Linked DNA regions of Bombyx mori: region 2 is linked to region 1. The links are chromatin contacts, called in public Hi-C maps. All regions are on one chromosome and are shown on one strand. Each heading gives the region's core, a stretch centred on a gene start, on an enhancer-like site or on the middle of the called end of the contact. The rest is flanking DNA. Distances are from core to core; before and after follow the strand shown. Region 1 holds the start of LOC732900 (NADH dehydrogenase-ubiquinone Fe-S protein 2). Region 2 overlaps LOC101746620 (mitogen-activated protein kinase-binding protein 1).

What was found. Hi-C and Micro-C count contacts between places; a contact is called where the count stands out from the background.
Region 2: a contact with region 1 is called in a Hi-C map of midgut, with 3 times the contacts expected there. The contact joins the enhancer-like site here to the promoter of LOC732900 in region 1. A contact is called at or near these places in 2 of 7 Hi-C or Micro-C datasets (middle silk gland and midgut).

The regions. Positions count from the first base shown.
Region 1 is chr23:20,061,756-20,066,356 of ASM3026992v2, reverse strand. LOC732900 (NADH dehydrogenase-ubiquinone Fe-S protein 2) reads left to right here and starts at 2,726. Exons shown (of 10, transcript NM_001046901.2): 1 at 2,726-2,833; 2 at 3,463-3,578. The coding sequence starts at 2,739. It overlaps LOC101741716 (kanadaptin), which reads left to right. Exons shown (of 10, transcript XM_021347847.3): 9 at 522-670; 10 at 1,284-1,671. The coding sequence ends at 1,650.
Region 2 is chr23:20,148,657-20,153,257 of ASM3026992v2, reverse strand. It overlaps LOC101746620 (mitogen-activated protein kinase-binding protein 1), which reads right to left. Exons shown (of 33, transcript XM_062675415.1): 8 at 4,239-4,421; 9 at 3,340-3,500; 10 at 2,234-2,369; 11 at 1,548-1,694; 12 at 1,013-1,128; 13 at 354-558. Among protein-coding and RNA genes, the nearest start is that of LOC134201151, 9.8 kb to the left of the region's middle. Within about 2 kb of position 2,332, at least 3 of the 8 cell types and tissues checked have open chromatin away from gene starts, as enhancers often do.

The DNA.
Region 1 (4,601 bases), core at 1,477-3,976:
CGTCATCATTTCTTCTCAAAAAGAGCTTATAGTGGATCATTCTACGCCATTTGTATCCTATCTGCCGCCGAATGTAGCGCATAAGCTAAGCTGCACATCACAGAAGATAAACAGTTAACAAACTACCGTCATGATACGTTTAAATCTACTGAAGCACGAATTTAAGAAAATAAAACAATATACACAACTTCGTCCCACGTACTCCCCCATTACTTTAAATCGTATAACACTGTACTATATGTTTTTATTTTTATTTTTTCTTGCATAGATGGGTGGACGAGCTCATAGTCCACCTGTTGTTAAGTGGTTACTGGAGTCCATAGACATCTACAACGTAAATGCTGCCACCCATCTTGAGATATATGTTCTAAGGTCTCAGTATAATTACAACGGTTGCCCCTTCAAACCGAAACGTATTACTGCTTGACGGCAGAAATAGGCAGGGTGGTGGTACCTACCCGTGCGGACTCACAAAAAGTCCTACCACCACTAACAGAATGTAATATGTGTTTTTCTTTCAGATGAACATACAGAAGCTGCGTAAGGATCTGTCGAAGACGCAACGGCTGGCGGAGCTGGCACGCCCCGCACACCTCCCGCCCCTTGTCGCGAAACAGGAAACAAAGATGGCCGTCAAAGTCGGGAGTAACAGCGTTGTCTACGGGAAGAGGTGAGCAGAAACACCCATTTTTTTTAAATCGCATACATGACTTTAGAAGCTGTCAGAGCTGTCATAGTACGCAATATATTTGACAGATGCATGAATCGCGATAACTATTACCTTTAAACTTCCAAGATGAGTTTGCTTATTTACAAGTTCGGGACAATAAGATTCGGACCAAATCCGAAGAGGAGAAGAAAGAGATCAAAACTTATTGTCTATTGTGGCCTCTATTATTGATAATAAATAAATTACTTTCGACAAGTGACACCCGGGCTCAAAAATGAGGGTTCTCTGTACTGTAAGGACCGGATACTGATGTACTTACATACATTTAAATATATGTTTTTAACTTCAATTTATTGTGTTCAAGTCATGTATTTTTCGCGTTTTCTTTTTTTTTTGTTTTTGTTTTGTATCTCTTATTTCTAAAAGAACTAACAAAAAAATTCTAATCGTGGATTAGTAGAAATTTAATTTGAATTTTACAAAAATTTTAAGTTAAGAACCTACATATAACTACATATAAGAGTAAACAATTTTCTTTGTCACTCGAAAGTTCGCCCGTTAAGAGAATCGAACCTACGCTACTGTGTCATTCATACAGTCGTGTTATTTTCAGGATACGTCTAAAAGAAGACACCCGGATACGACCCAAGGTTTCCGTACCATCGAAGCAGGACGACGGAGAATTCGTTGAGGAGGTGGAATCGGATGAAGAGGAGAAGAATGAAAGTACAGATCATAACAAAAAAAATAATACCGAAAATTCTACTAAATTCGAAAGTGCTTCGAAAGCTGGTATCATTGAAGCTGAATCTAGCGTGGAGGGCGCTCGTGTTAATGACAAAGACGACGATGGTGATGTCAGTAAGAGAGAGGGAGACGAGAGACCCAGAACGTTCGGTCCGATGAGGCCTCCCGATGGATACGTGATACCAGACGATTATTACAGTACTCGAGATTGTAATGAAATCATGGAGGAATAATTAAGAATAAATTATTAAAAATGTTTTGTTTTTCATTTTGTCTTATTGACGACGTCTGTTCGAAGTACACCGCCCAAAATAGTCTATAAAGTAGTCCGATAAATAATAAACTTTATGCTGTATATAACTGCGAAAGTTAAAAACATTTTTCCTTCTTTAATATATTTTATAAATTAGCTTAGATTATTTTTCTCTTCCATACTTGTCTCCATTCATGCTCTATGGGACTTGGGTCTTGAGCTCGCTGGTTGTTCAATAACATTCATTTACAATTTCAATGTTTCGAATGTAATTGACAACCACGGCTGCAACACGTGAGCGTGCATTATCATGCATAAAAATAAACTTTCCGTGAATGGGAGTTCAGTAGGTGCCCCCTTAAAGAAACTATTCATACCCAAAGACGTCTTTAACTCGTATAGCGCCCGTGTGCAGTCATTATTCTAGTGTCTCCAGTAAGAGCAACGTCAAAATGTAACAGGTTCGTTCATCGAAAGTGCTGAGGCCGACGCCTTCTAATACCGCTTCGTCTACACCCTACACTATAGGTATCTACCGTGGAGCACTAATGGTTTGAAGGGTGGAGCAGCCGTTGTAACTATTTTGAAACGTTAGAACTCCTGTTTCAAGATAGGTGGTGGCATTTACGTTGTAGATGTCTATAGGCTCCGGTAACCACTTGGCACCATCTATGCAAAAAAAAACACCCACTTCTGTTCATACCATAACTGTTTGGTCATTAAATATCTTCTTTACAATTATATTGTTTTGAGCTTGCCTCTCTCTTAAGGCTCTCGACATTTTAATCTCTCTACCTGGCTCCAAGCTGTATCATTACAATTTTCGTGATTGCGAACAGAATTAACATTGTATATTCTAGAAATTTCTACTAGTTTTTGTTCTTACTGTACTTCCTTAAACTTTTGAAAACTTGATTTTGAATCAGAATAAAATTATGGTTCGATTTTCGAGGTGGTTAAATGTTCAAGTAACTTATGGCCGGAAACAAATTGATCTATATTGGCGTTTTGACAACATGAGAAGTTGACGAGAAACGAAACGTTCCGTTTCGAACGGAGTTGTCAAAAATGGCCTCCCTTCTCAATGTTTTGTTGCGAAAATCTCCTAATTTCGGCCAAAAATCGGTCTTATTAAAGAACATTCCCGCTGTTCATAATGTGAAGTGAGTGTTAAATACAGAATTATAAAATGAGTGTGTTCAACTATTGAGCAAAAGTGAAAAAAAAATTATGTAACATTGTAGGTTAATTCACTTTAACTTATTTATGAATTCAAACAAAATAAACAATTGCAAACTCAATAATTTTACAACTACTTCGTTTAATTCGCATCTGTAATTAAAGGAACCCAATAACAACTTTGACTCCATCTGCCTCGACTCTGTATCTAACATTACTCTTATAACTAAATTCATAATATTTTGTTACATTTCACACATAGTCTTCCACAACCAAATTTAATGATACTGATCTCAACTAAAGATGAACGACTTTCTAACCGGAAATCTTACAGCCCTGAGTAAGAATTTAAATAATAGGGTACAACAGTATCCCAAATGTGTTGCAAATATAGTTATCTCCCAAAAGCACTCTTTAAGTCATTTTATACACGAGATATAAGTAGAGTTATTGTTGTAGAGTTACTAAATTCATATGTTTATTTTTAGAGATATAAAAAAAAACAAATAAGTTAAAAAAATCCCTGCTCTAGTGTTCGGGATTGGATATGCTTTTAATGTCTAGAAATCGAAAGCTTAATGGCTAACAGAGCTCACTATAAGAACTTTTACAGCTCCCAAAGAGATGGGCACCGTTGGTTCCCTGATCCAGACTTTGTGAAACAATTTGAAGGGCCAGTCATGTATCCTGATGAGTCGACCAAATCATTGAAACCTGTTCCTTATAACAGTAAGTAATTAATGTGGCACATAAATATTTTTGTTATGCCGCAAATACCTCTAGCACCCATTTAGTAAAATTAGTACTGACCATAATCAATCATAACAAATTCACATCTAAATCCGTTTTCATCATATTAACATTGTTGTTGTTGCTATCTTAGGCTTGCTGGTACATAGGGCCCTCACAAGCTGTCTCCACTTGACCCTGTCTTGTGCTTATGTTTTTTTTTTATGATCACGCTCCAGATCATGCTGGCAGTCCTGATCTCGCTCCACAGTGCCATTATGTACAGGGCGATCAGGTCTTCTCCTGCCAAGTGGTTGCCACTCAAACGCGATTGATGATACTTTGACTCTGCTGCGCCGTAAACTCGTAGAGTGTGTCCTGTTCAACGACATGTGTGGCTAGATTACCTTTAAACTGGAAGTCTTAAAAAAATCGCTGTGACTCTTCAGGAGGAGCAAGCCAGAGTTTCTCCTGTTTGGAAGTGAGACCTGGAGAGTGACGTAAGACAATCACCAACCAATTGCAGGTGTAAATAAGTGCTTGAGGTCGATACTCTGCATATTCTGGCCAGCCACTATATTAAATAAAGACCTCTGGACTAAATGTGCCTAAACCTCCATCGCCCATATTAACGTTATTAAAATATAATGTGATGTGTTAAAACATAATAAACTGTCAAAGTAAGTGTAATTATGTCTCTAACTTACAACCCACTAAAATCAAAGAGAAAACAAAAGTTAGTTAAACTTTTCATCGTCAGTCGTGTCATTTTTTCCGTAGTTTAATGAATGATAATTTTTTAGTATTACAGTTTTTACTGTATCCATTATTTATTTTGGATAGTATGAACATACATTCTTGGATTAAGTGCTTGTATTATATTTAATGACCTAGTTTAAATGATATTCTAGAGGATTTTGTTAGAATCAACTCTCTCTATTTTGGAGGTTATAATATCGAGGGGTGAAAGTCTATTTGGTTTAAGCGACATTTTTGCGACTTTACAGGAAAGCCATTTCAAGT
Region 2 (4,601 bases), core at 1,083-3,582, 87 kb before region 1:
AACGGCGGTTTATTAACTGTTTAAAATCTGTGAAAGTGCACAAATGTGGGGAAATGAAACAAAGCCGCTGGACGTAACTTCTCGTGATCCTCCAAAAAGTACACTGAAAAAGTTTCAGTGAATGATCACCATTTTAATGAGAGTATATTTCATTACATATCATTTCATTTAATTTCACTTTCACAGATATTAAACAGTTAATAAACCACCGTGATTACACATTTAAATCTAAAGAAACACTAAATAGACAAAATCAAAAAATACACACAACTTCACTCCTCGCGTTCCCGCCATAGAGTCCCGATATCGCCGCTGATCTTGGGGTCACGTGTAGGGGGCCCCGGCGCCGGTACCTTGTCGACGTCGAAGACGTGCACGAGTCGGTCCCGCGAGGCGGAGGCGAGCAGGCGCGGGCGCGCGGCGTACTGCAGCGCCAGCACCTCCGCGTCGTGCGCCTCCAGCGTGTGCAGCAGCGCGCCGCCCGCCGACACCACCCACACGTTGCCGGCGCGGTCCCCGCACGCCACGTGCGCGCCGTCCCCGGACGCCGCCACGCACCTGCCGACACCCGCGCCCCACCTTACCCTCTACTGCACGAACGAGCTCCGAGCTCTTTGGGGAATCGAGAGAAGCTGCCGGTAACAGGCAAGATAGGCCACACTTTCAACACTTCAGTCCACATTGCTATCCACACAGCCGAGGATATGGCGCAGGATAATCTAGGAGAAAGCTATTAAAGGAGGCCAAAACTCTCAGCATTGAGGATTATCGACGCAGAAGGAGGAGGAGGCCGCGTCGCCCTAACGAGTGACGTCATTAGGGTCATTTAAAATAAGAGGCGACTCAAGAGAATTAAAGTCAGATTAAACACTTGGCTTGAAACAAGAATTCTAAGTGTTCGTGTTTACAGCACATTAGTCGTCTGGGATGGGAGGAACTGCATCACTTAGCTGTGACACAGGCATCGCTGGCTGGTCCGCCCACAACGTCAGCGCGTGGCAGCGCGACTCACCTGACGCCGGTCTTGTCGTCGTACGACTTGGACTTGTCCTTCTCGCTGGAGGCGGTCAGGTCCACGTCCTTCAGGAACTTCAGCTCCGGGTCTATGTACACTATTTTATTCAGCTCCTGTAATTCAGACGGGCTCTTTGAGAAAACCAGCCTAGGAGGCATTTTCACTTAAGGCAATGTCCGCTCGTATCATTTGCTAAGAAAGAACATTAACCTTAGAAGCTCTTCATATCGAAGGTAACTGATTAGCAGCACCGACCATGAAGAAGACGGTCCACTAAACCAGCTCAGGAGGCATTTTCACATAGGACGATGACCGCTCGCATTATTTGCTAAGAAAAAACGATGTCTTAGCTGTTCATGTCGAAGGTCAGCAGCACTGACCATGAAGACCGATACAGCAGATAGTACAACTTCCACGAAGACCGCGGTCGCTGCTTTTAACAACGGCATCTTTGAGCGTCCTCTCCACCGTCTCTAAGAGGTGGAACCTTTCTACCGTCTCCTCCCAGAGGTCCGGGAGGCCGTCCACTCACATTGCTGTAGATGTTCCTCGCGCGCGGCTCCAGGCCCCACATGCGCACGGTGTCGTCGCTGGAGCAGGTCAGCAGCGTGCCGTCCCCGGACACCTCCACGCCCCAGATGCACGCCGAGTGGTACAGCGCCGAGTGCGACTTGCCCACCTGCGGCCCACGGGCGACAAGTTATAACCCAAACTAAAAAGTCTAAGTCAAAATTAATAGTGCCAACCCTAGACTGTCAAAATTATTAGTACCAACCCTAGACTGTCAAAATTAATGCCTGTCTTAAAGGATGACTGTGCGTCCATTTAGATCGGTTCGCCACATATGACGTAATACGTTGAGAAAATGCACTAGACGACAAAACGTATGAGTTATGTTTAAATTCCAAACTAATTTTAATTGGTAAGTTATTTTCAAATACCTTCCCATTCAAGGGATAACTTTTAACATTTAACCTCTAAACTTTAAGCATTAGAAAACTGTTAATAAAAACCACAAAACAAATCTTAAGATATGCATACAATACATTGTTCACGCTTCTAGTTTTCTCTCTCTTTGCCAAATTAAAAACTTACTACCCGCATTGAACGTAAAATATTTACCTTCATATTTTTCTTTTGTGATTACCGTAAAAATTCACTTAACAGACACAGCTATCGGTAAGTTAGGCGTTACACGGACAATGTGCGCTCACTCACCCGGCGGATGTCGCGCACGTCCCACACGTACAGACTGTGGTCGTTGTAGACGCACGTGAGCCGGTGGGCGCGCTCGTCGTACGCCAGCGCCGTCGCGTCCGGGTACCGCGCGCGCGGCGGCTGCGAGAACATGTGGCTGCAAGCAGACGGTCCGGTACACTCACCAGCTTACACCATGCATTTTTTACTGGTGGTAGGACGTTTTGTGAGTCCACGCGGGTAGGTTGCCAGACAGAGAGACCTCTATATAAGGTGTAGGGACGCAAAGGTTATGTCAGAGGCTTCAGTAATTTTTTTAGGCTGTTGTATGCATGTGAGCCCACAGCCGACCTGATGGTGAGTAGCTACAGTCGCGCTTAGCTCGCTTAGCAGGTCCCCCAAGCTTCGACTGCAGCGAACATGAGAGTTTGGACCCATAGCTACAGCCCACTGAGTTCATCGCCGGATCTTTTCAGTGGGTCGCGATTCCGATCCGACGGTAGATTTAGCGAAGCACTGCTCTTGCTGGGGTTCATGTTTGCAAACTTATCAGTCTACCATGCTACCAGCGTATAAGTAGGGATAAAAAAGGCAATAGAATAATCATTATTATACGGACATACCGCCTCGAAATGACTTCGCGGTTCAGTCTCGCATATATTCCAATTTTATCAACGTTTTCGTACTATTTTTTTGTGACTACCGTCAAATTGTTAAGTCAAAACTACTTCTCGCCAATCACGTGTCATTTGGCATCAAACGAACCAACAGTATTCATGAGGTCTGGTAGTTTTTATTGACTGGAGTAATCAAGTTCACATGGTAATAGGATCTAAAGTGTTAAACGATAAATCGCCAATTCAGTGTGCTTAGTGCGAGTTTTTTAACGTTCTTGATATCGGAAAGGTTAACTCAAATTTGTATGGAGATGGAACAGCGGCAAACGTAGGCAAACGTTCCGGCTACATATAAATTTGAGTTAACTTTTACGCTATCGAAAACGTTAAAAAGCTCGCACCAAGCACAAATCCTTGACGGTCCCAGCCGCGGATGCCAGTTAGTATCTATACGTATATATGTATGTATATCTCAGCAGTACAACAGTTGATGGAACTGGCAATATTCACCTGATGTTGGTGCCCTGCGCCACGTCGACGCCGAGGTAGTGCGTCCTCGGCAGCGTCGTGATGTACTGGAGCGTGTCGGGGGCGAAGCACCGAACTATGCCCTCGGCGCAGCCGACGAATATGAAATTAGCGCCCACCGCCATACAGTTGGCGGACTGCGTCTGGAGCCGACGGAGAGACCGTTATATGACTCTTTTGCTGGTGGTAGGACCTCTTGTGAGTCCGCACGGGTAAGTACCACCACCCCGCCTATTTCTGCCGTGCAGCAGTAATGCGTTTCGGTTTGAAGGCTGGGGCAGCCGTTGTACTATAAAACTGAGACCTTAGAACTCATATCTCAAGGTGAATGGCGGCATTTATGTTGTAGATGTCTATGGGCTCCGGTACCCAATAAATACCAGGTGGGCCCTGAACTCTTCCACACACCTAAGCTATAAAGACAAATAAAAACTATCGCATGTGACGCCCCTGGAATCGTGTAACGTCATCACGTGACCGCGATTACTTTTAAACTTGAGGTCTATGTCCATTACCAACCCACTAATCTGAATGCATGATTGCTTTGCGGCAGAAATGGGGGGGCGGTCATATCATCATTTACAATACTGCCACCGGTAAATATTGGTTGGTGGTCGCAATGCGCTTTTTTATTGTCCTATAGGAAGACGAGCATACGGCCCATCTGATGGTGAGTGGTTACCGTCGCTCATTGACGTCAGCAATGCCAGGGGCAGAGCTAAGCCTCTACCCATTCTCAAGATTCCTTAGCCCCCTCACGACACTCACAAGAAGAGATAACATGATGCTACTCTACCTCGACACCACACTGCCACACGTATTAAAAATAAACCAAGTATTTCTATAGCCCACTCTATTTCTGGAAGTGAGGGATGACTCACCCTGAGCTCGACCCACTTGTCCAGCAACCGTCTGCTGTTGAACTCGCAGAGCAGGCCGCCCCTCGTGATCGCGTAGGTGCTGTCCGCGGACTCGCCCCGGCCGCAGACCACGTCGCAGAACTCATTGTCCTTCTGCTCGCCCAGTATCGCTGATCTGCCCATCAACGGAACCGGCTCTTTGAACTGAACAGCAGAATTGTTAAAGTTACACGAGTATTTTTCGTTCATAACTAAACAATTAGCTAGAGAGAAAGAGAAAGAGAGAGAGAGAGAGAGAGCGAGAGGGAGGTAGAGAGAAAGAGAGAGGGCGGAACGAGAGAGAGGTAGAGAGAGAGGGTCACGGCCTAAAGGAAAAGACGGCCG